2 separate regions of the Mus musculus genome follow, and region 1 is linked to region 2. A link is a contact called in public HiChIP or PLAC-seq data. All regions are on one chromosome and are shown on one strand. The core of a region is the stretch at or near the end of the contact, and the rest is flanking DNA. Distances in the headings are between cores, read along the strand shown. Region 1 holds the start of Bicral (BRD4 interacting chromatin remodeling complex associated protein like). Region 2 holds the start of Dnph1 (2'-deoxynucleoside 5'-phosphate N-hydrolase 1).

Evidence for each region. HiChIP or PLAC-seq counts read pairs in DNA pulled down with a chosen protein or histone mark.
Region 1: a contact with region 2 is called in an H3K4me3 HiChIP or PLAC-seq map of bone marrow-derived macrophages, with 5 times the contacts expected there. The contact joins the promoter of Bicral here to the promoter of Dnph1 in region 2. A contact is called at or near these places in 1 of 115 datasets of contacts at active chromatin or transcription factors (bone marrow-derived macrophages) and 1 of 9 other capture datasets (adipose tissue).

The regions. Positions count from the first base shown.
Region 1 is chr17:46,829,929-46,832,726 of GRCm38.p6, reverse strand. It overlaps Bicral (BRD4 interacting chromatin remodeling complex associated protein like), which reads left to right and starts at 1,314. Exons shown (of 11, transcript NM_001100452.1): 1 at 1,314-1,776; 2 at 2,614-2,662; 3 at 2,747-2,798. The coding sequence starts at 1,736.
Region 2 is chr17:46,495,291-46,498,287 of GRCm38.p6, reverse strand. It overlaps Dnph1 (2'-deoxynucleoside 5'-phosphate N-hydrolase 1), which reads right to left and starts at 1,499. Exons shown (of 4, transcript NM_207161.3): 1 at 1,316-1,499. The coding sequence starts at 1,478.

The sequences.
Region 1 (2,798 bases), core at 65-2,564, 330 kb before region 2:
CTCCTTCCTTCTCCCTCACCCATCCTCTCTCCCCACCCTGCACTCTGCTCAGTGGATTATAATCAGCCCAGTCACTCCGCAACCCTTCGAATCCAGCCACCTACAGGAGGGTCCCACATCAGGAAACTTACCCTTCCACATTCTTCTAGAGTAGAGAAAGTGTCCTTCCCCGTGGCAGGAGGGAATACCACAGCTGTTAGGCCTTATGATTGGTTTGGAGGAACTAATGGGAGAAGGAAGTTTGAACAGAGAAAAATCTCTCCTTAAGACTCACCCTTCCCTCTGCCTTTTCTGGGTATGCCCCTCCTCTGGGCATCTCTTCAGGATTTCATTCCTGCGTCCAACTGCCGTTCACAACTGCCCTTTCCAACTGCTCCAGAACTCTTGGCCCTGGTGTTCTGTGATGTAAATTATTCCACGCATGGCTTGAAATGGGTGAGAAGCAGGGTTGCCAGGTGTCGGGTCACTAGTGTAAGTTGACTGGCTCTCGGGGGAGAACCACGGCTGGAATTTGTTCAGTTGTTACAGTCTGGGCCAGAGCTGTGCTGGCCATGCTTGTGGCTGCTGCAGGCAGAGAGAGGGAGCTCCGAGCTGCAGTGGGGAGAACTTGGGCTGCAGTTTCTACTTTAAACATTCCTGGTCCAGCTATGGACTATTCGGCATTGAACTTGGACAGTATTTCTGCACTGGGAAGCACCCAAGGCCCACGACCAGAGCCTGTATGGCTTGCACCACAGGGCCTCCTGGTCTGTCTCCAAATGTGGGGAGAACCCGCATTCTGCCTTCCCAAAGATCACCAAAATACGTTGAGAAGTCGGAGTTGCTCTCAGTGTTTAGACGCATCCGGTCACAACCCTGAAGGACTTCAGAATCTGAGAGCTTTCCTAAAGCAAAATTTTGTCTCTGCCCTTACTCATTCTACGTTTGATGGCATAAGTCCTCCTTCATGGTCTCTCTCGGGAATCTGCATGTGGCCGGTGGCTGCAGCTATCTTAGATGTGTCTAAACTCTTTGGACCTCTATGTTGAAACTGATTTATAGGAGAAACAATTTAAGTCAAAAATGTATTCAAGTAACTGTTAATTTCACATATTTCTACCTTTTTGTTGTTGTTGTTGTTTTTCGAGACAGGGTTTCTCTGTGTAGCCCTGGCTGTCCTGGAACTCACTTTGTAGACCAGGCTGGCCTCAAACTCAGAAATCCGCCTGCCTCTGCCTCTGCCTCCCGAGTGCTGGGATTAAAGGCGTGCGCCACTACGCCTGGCACCTTTTGTTTTTGTTTTTGTTTTTGTTTTTGTTTTTTGTTTTTGACATGGGGTCTCATGTAGCCCAGGCTGGCCTCAACCTTGTCATGTAGGCAAGGGTAGCCTTCACCTCCTGATCCTCCTGTCTCTGCCTTCCAACTCCTGGGATCAAGGTGTTTGCCAGTGTGTCTGGCTTGCTTGGCTATTTGTTTATTTACTTATGAGCTGCGGTCTTGCTATTGTCCAGGCTGACCTTGAACTCTTGGACTCAAGTTCCCTTCCTTACTGAGTCCTACCTGAGTGGCCAGGACTACTGGCAAATGACACTGTGCCCACCAGCCACAACATTTTTCCCATGGTAGGCTTGATAGGTGACTAGGGAAAGCTCCCGTGCTGACAGTTGTGTGGAGGCTCAGCGTGCTCCACTGCATCCATATTGCTGGCCGCCCTGCTCCGACTCACTGCCTCCCTCCCTCTCTCCTTGCAGTTGTCATGGATGATGACGATGACTCCTGTCTCCTCGATCTTATTGGGTAAGATGCTCCTGTGGGGCCCAGGGTGGACCGCTCGTGTGAGGTGTGAGGAGTAGAAAGAGCTCTGTAGCTATCTTAAGCTCCTGGCCTTTTAAAATAAAAAATAATACTTTACCATGGTTACAGCAATAACTAGCACAGAGAGTTTGTGTGTTTGTTTGTTTGTACTAAGATTTTGTTATACCAGGCAGTGGTGGCACACACCTTTAATCCCAGCACTTGGGAGGCAGAGGCAGAGGCAGGCAGATTTCTGAGTTTGAGGCCAGCCTGGTCTACAGAGTGAGTTCCAGGACAGCCAGGGCTACACAGAGAAACCCTGTCTCAGAAAACAAAAATAAATAAATAAACAAATAAATAAGATTTTATTTATTTTATGTATAAAGTACACTGTCATTGTCTTCAGAAGAGGGCATCAGATCACATACAGATGGTTGTGAGCCACCATGTGGTTGCTGGGATTTGAACTCAGGACATCAGGAAGAGCAGTCAGTGCTCTTAACTGCCACAGAAAGGTAGTTTTACACACAGGTCATAACTCAGCAACCCATTCCTTTTGGTTTTACTTGTTATTTTTTTTAGTAAGTCTGGGGATGGCAGGCCAGGGTGTTGCTTAGTTTTATTTTTAGCTCACCAAGCAAGGGCAAGGTCCAAGTTCACCCCCCAGGACTGAAGCAGTAGGCGCTTCCCAGAGACAGAAGTGTAGAAAATGGTTTAAAATGGAGAGATTTCACTGGAGCTAGTGTTTCGTTTCTTTTTGCCTTATATAACTATCAGCAGCTATTTACGTAGAAGTAGCAGTACTTACTTGTTTCACTCTCTCACTTCCTTCTTTTCTAGAGACCCACAAGCATTGAACTATTTTCTGCACGGACCTAGCAGTAAATCGGTAAGTGACAGACAAGTGTCTCAGGCTCGGCTTTTGTCTCTCCAAGCCCTGCAGTAACTGCCATGTTGAATTCCCCCTCTGCAGGGCAGCGATGATGTGACGAACGCAGGGTATTCTGCAGCCAATTCTAATTCAA
Region 2 (2,997 bases), core at 250-2,749:
AAAAGCCAGTTCAGGAGAGGAGTCTGTTAAAGGGATGAAGAACAAAACAGCCACAAGAAAAATGCAATCCTGTTCACGGAGGCACGTGTGGGTGGGGCTGGGTGCGTGTGGGGAAAAGGTCTGACTCACCCGGAATCCAAGGGGCGTGTCTGGGGTCAGAGAGCCAGGATCACAGTTTCCAGTTTGAATCAACTCTGCTGTTTAGGACGGTAAGGCTCTGCAGGTGGCAGAGCAGAACCACACTGTCTAAAACTTCTTTTGTGAGCCTGAGGATCATGGCTCATAGCACTAATCCCAGCCCCGGGAGCAGAGGCTGGGGAAATCTGTGAGTTCCAACACAGCCTGGTCTACACTGTAAGTACCATGATGGCCAGGGATATGTAGAGAGACCCTGTCTCAAAAAACAAACTAACAAGTTGTGTGTAGCAGCAGGTGCCTGTAGTTCTAGCACTTGGGCGGTGAAGGCAGGAGGATGGCGAGTTCTAAGGCCATCCTTGGCTACAAGTCTGACGTCACTGTGCGTTTATGACAGCCTGTTTCCAAAATAAAGAAAAGAAAAAGAAAAAGCAAGAAAAGTGACTAGGGGAGAAAACCCAGATTCAAAGGTTTTCTCCAGGCTATCACACTCTGTAGACTGTTTTGTCTCATTTCTTTGAGACAGGGGTTAACTCTGTAGCCCAGGTTGGCCTGGAACTCATCCTACCCTCTGCCTCCAGAGTGCTGACATTGGCGCTGAAGGTGGAGAACTATCAACAAAACACACCATGCGCTAGCCAAGCATAAGCACAAACAGGTTCTTTCCAATCCCCTGGCATTTTTTGCCTACGATTGATTCTTTGTCTTTTAAAAGATTCTCCCAGAATTGCTTTAGAGTCCACAGCTTAGGAGTTTGTTCTTGCATGGGGCAAGGGAGATCTACTTAAAAGTTTTTGGAGCAGAAATACAAGAGTTCTAGGTACAACTTTCCTACTGGAGGAGTGCTTATCCAGACCAGCTTATCAAAGCCTTGCTAGCCCAAAGCTGGGTCTGGGCTGTCACTTGCTTCCAGTGTGCTGGACAGGGACACTTGACCTGCGCATGGAACGTACACATATAATCCAGGACCTTCCATAGCCAGCCGGTCCCCTAACCATTACGAGGTCCTAGTCTGCAGATCCCCTAGCCTCCGGTCTAGCCTGCGGGTCACATGAGCTGCGGGTTCCCCAGGTTGAATGTCTACTAGCCAGTGGGTCTCCTATCCGGCAAGTCCCTAGTCAGCCGGTCCCCTTAGCCTACAGGTCCCCAGCCTGCGAGTCTCCAGCCCGCGTCGCCTCACCACGCGGCTCCAACTCAGCATCAGCCACGTGCTCAGTGAGCACCTTCCCATAGCGCCGCAGCCGGGATACGATCCGCGAATACAGAGCTTGGTCTTCCCGCCCGCCGCGGATGCTCCCGCAGAAGTACACAGAGCATGGAACCAGCTCCCCGGATGCCGCCATCGCCGCGCGCGGGCAACCGCTGCCGCCGCTACCACGTGACCTGGGAAAGCGACTCCCAGAGGTAAGGGGACCTTCTTCAAGCTCGCTCTCTTCCCGGATAGGCTCTTCCCGAGCCAACCCGCTCATTAGTTCTGACTCCTCCCCGTGACCTGCCCCTCCCCAGCTCCTAGCTATTCAAGTAGTTCTGTACGGATCTCAGTGCTCTCAAACTCTGTACGGGATCCATAGGCAACTGTGATTGGCTCTCATTAATCTTTCCAAAATTTAAAAAAGATTGTTAACTTATTTTAAAAATATTTTATTATTCATACATGTATGTAGTGTTTTAATCAAATCTAACCCAGTCTCTCTCTCCCCTCCAATCCATCTTCTATCCCCTACACCAACTTCATTTTTATTTATTATTTAAAATAATTATTATCTTTGATTATTTTATTATTTTATGTGTATAGGTGTTGTGATGGTTTGTTTATCCTTGGGCCAGGGAGTGGCACCATTTGGAGGTGTGGCCTTGTTCAAATAGGTGTGACCTGGTTGGAATAGGTGTGTCACTGTGGGTGTGGGCATAAGATCCTCACCCTAGTTGCCTGGAACTCAGTCTTCCACTAGCAGCCTTTGGATGAAGATGTAGAACTCTCAGCAATGCCTGTGCCATGCCTGCCTGGATACTGCCATGCTCTCACCTTGATGATAATGGACTGAACCTCTGAACCTGTAAGCCAGACCCAATTAAATGTTGTTTTTTATAAGACTTGCCTTGGTCATGGTGTCTGTGCACAGCAGTAAAAGCCTAACTAAGACAGGTGGTTTGCCTGAGTTTATATCTCTACATCATGTGCATGCCTGATGCCCCAAGAAGCCAAAAGAGCACAATGAGCTAACCTGAAACTGGAGTTACAGACACAGTGAGCCACCATGCAGGTGCTGACAATCCAACCTGGGTCCTCTGGAGAGTGGCCAGTGCTGTTAACCACTGAACCATCTCTACAGCTTCCCTCCCTACCCACTGAGCCCATTAGTGCTACCTATGTGTGCACCGGTGTGGAACCATCTACTGGAACAAGTACAGGCAGCCTCTCAGGGTCGTGCCTGCCTCACCAGCTGTTAGCTGTCAGCAACGCTTCAGCTATTGGCATGGGGCCCTTCTCCACACAGGGTAGGGTTTGGACCAGCCTGATCGTGCACGGGCAGTCATAGCTTCTATGAGTTATGTGTGTAACCCCACTGTCATGTCCAGAAACAATGTTTTCATGGCAGTCCCTCTGTCTTTCAACCCACTCTTCCATGGAGATGGCCCATTTACATTCAAACACTCTACAGTCTCCGAGAGACCCTATTAATCTGCAAAAAGAAGCTCTTCTGACGAGGGCTAAGGAATGCTCTAATTGATGGGTACAGAGATATGGAATCGGGCAAGACGGTTACACTTTCTAGAGCCTGACTCCCCACCATTTCCATGGCCACCGCTCTGGCCCTGCCCCTCCCCAGATCTCCCCATTCCAGCTCTTCCTACCACAGT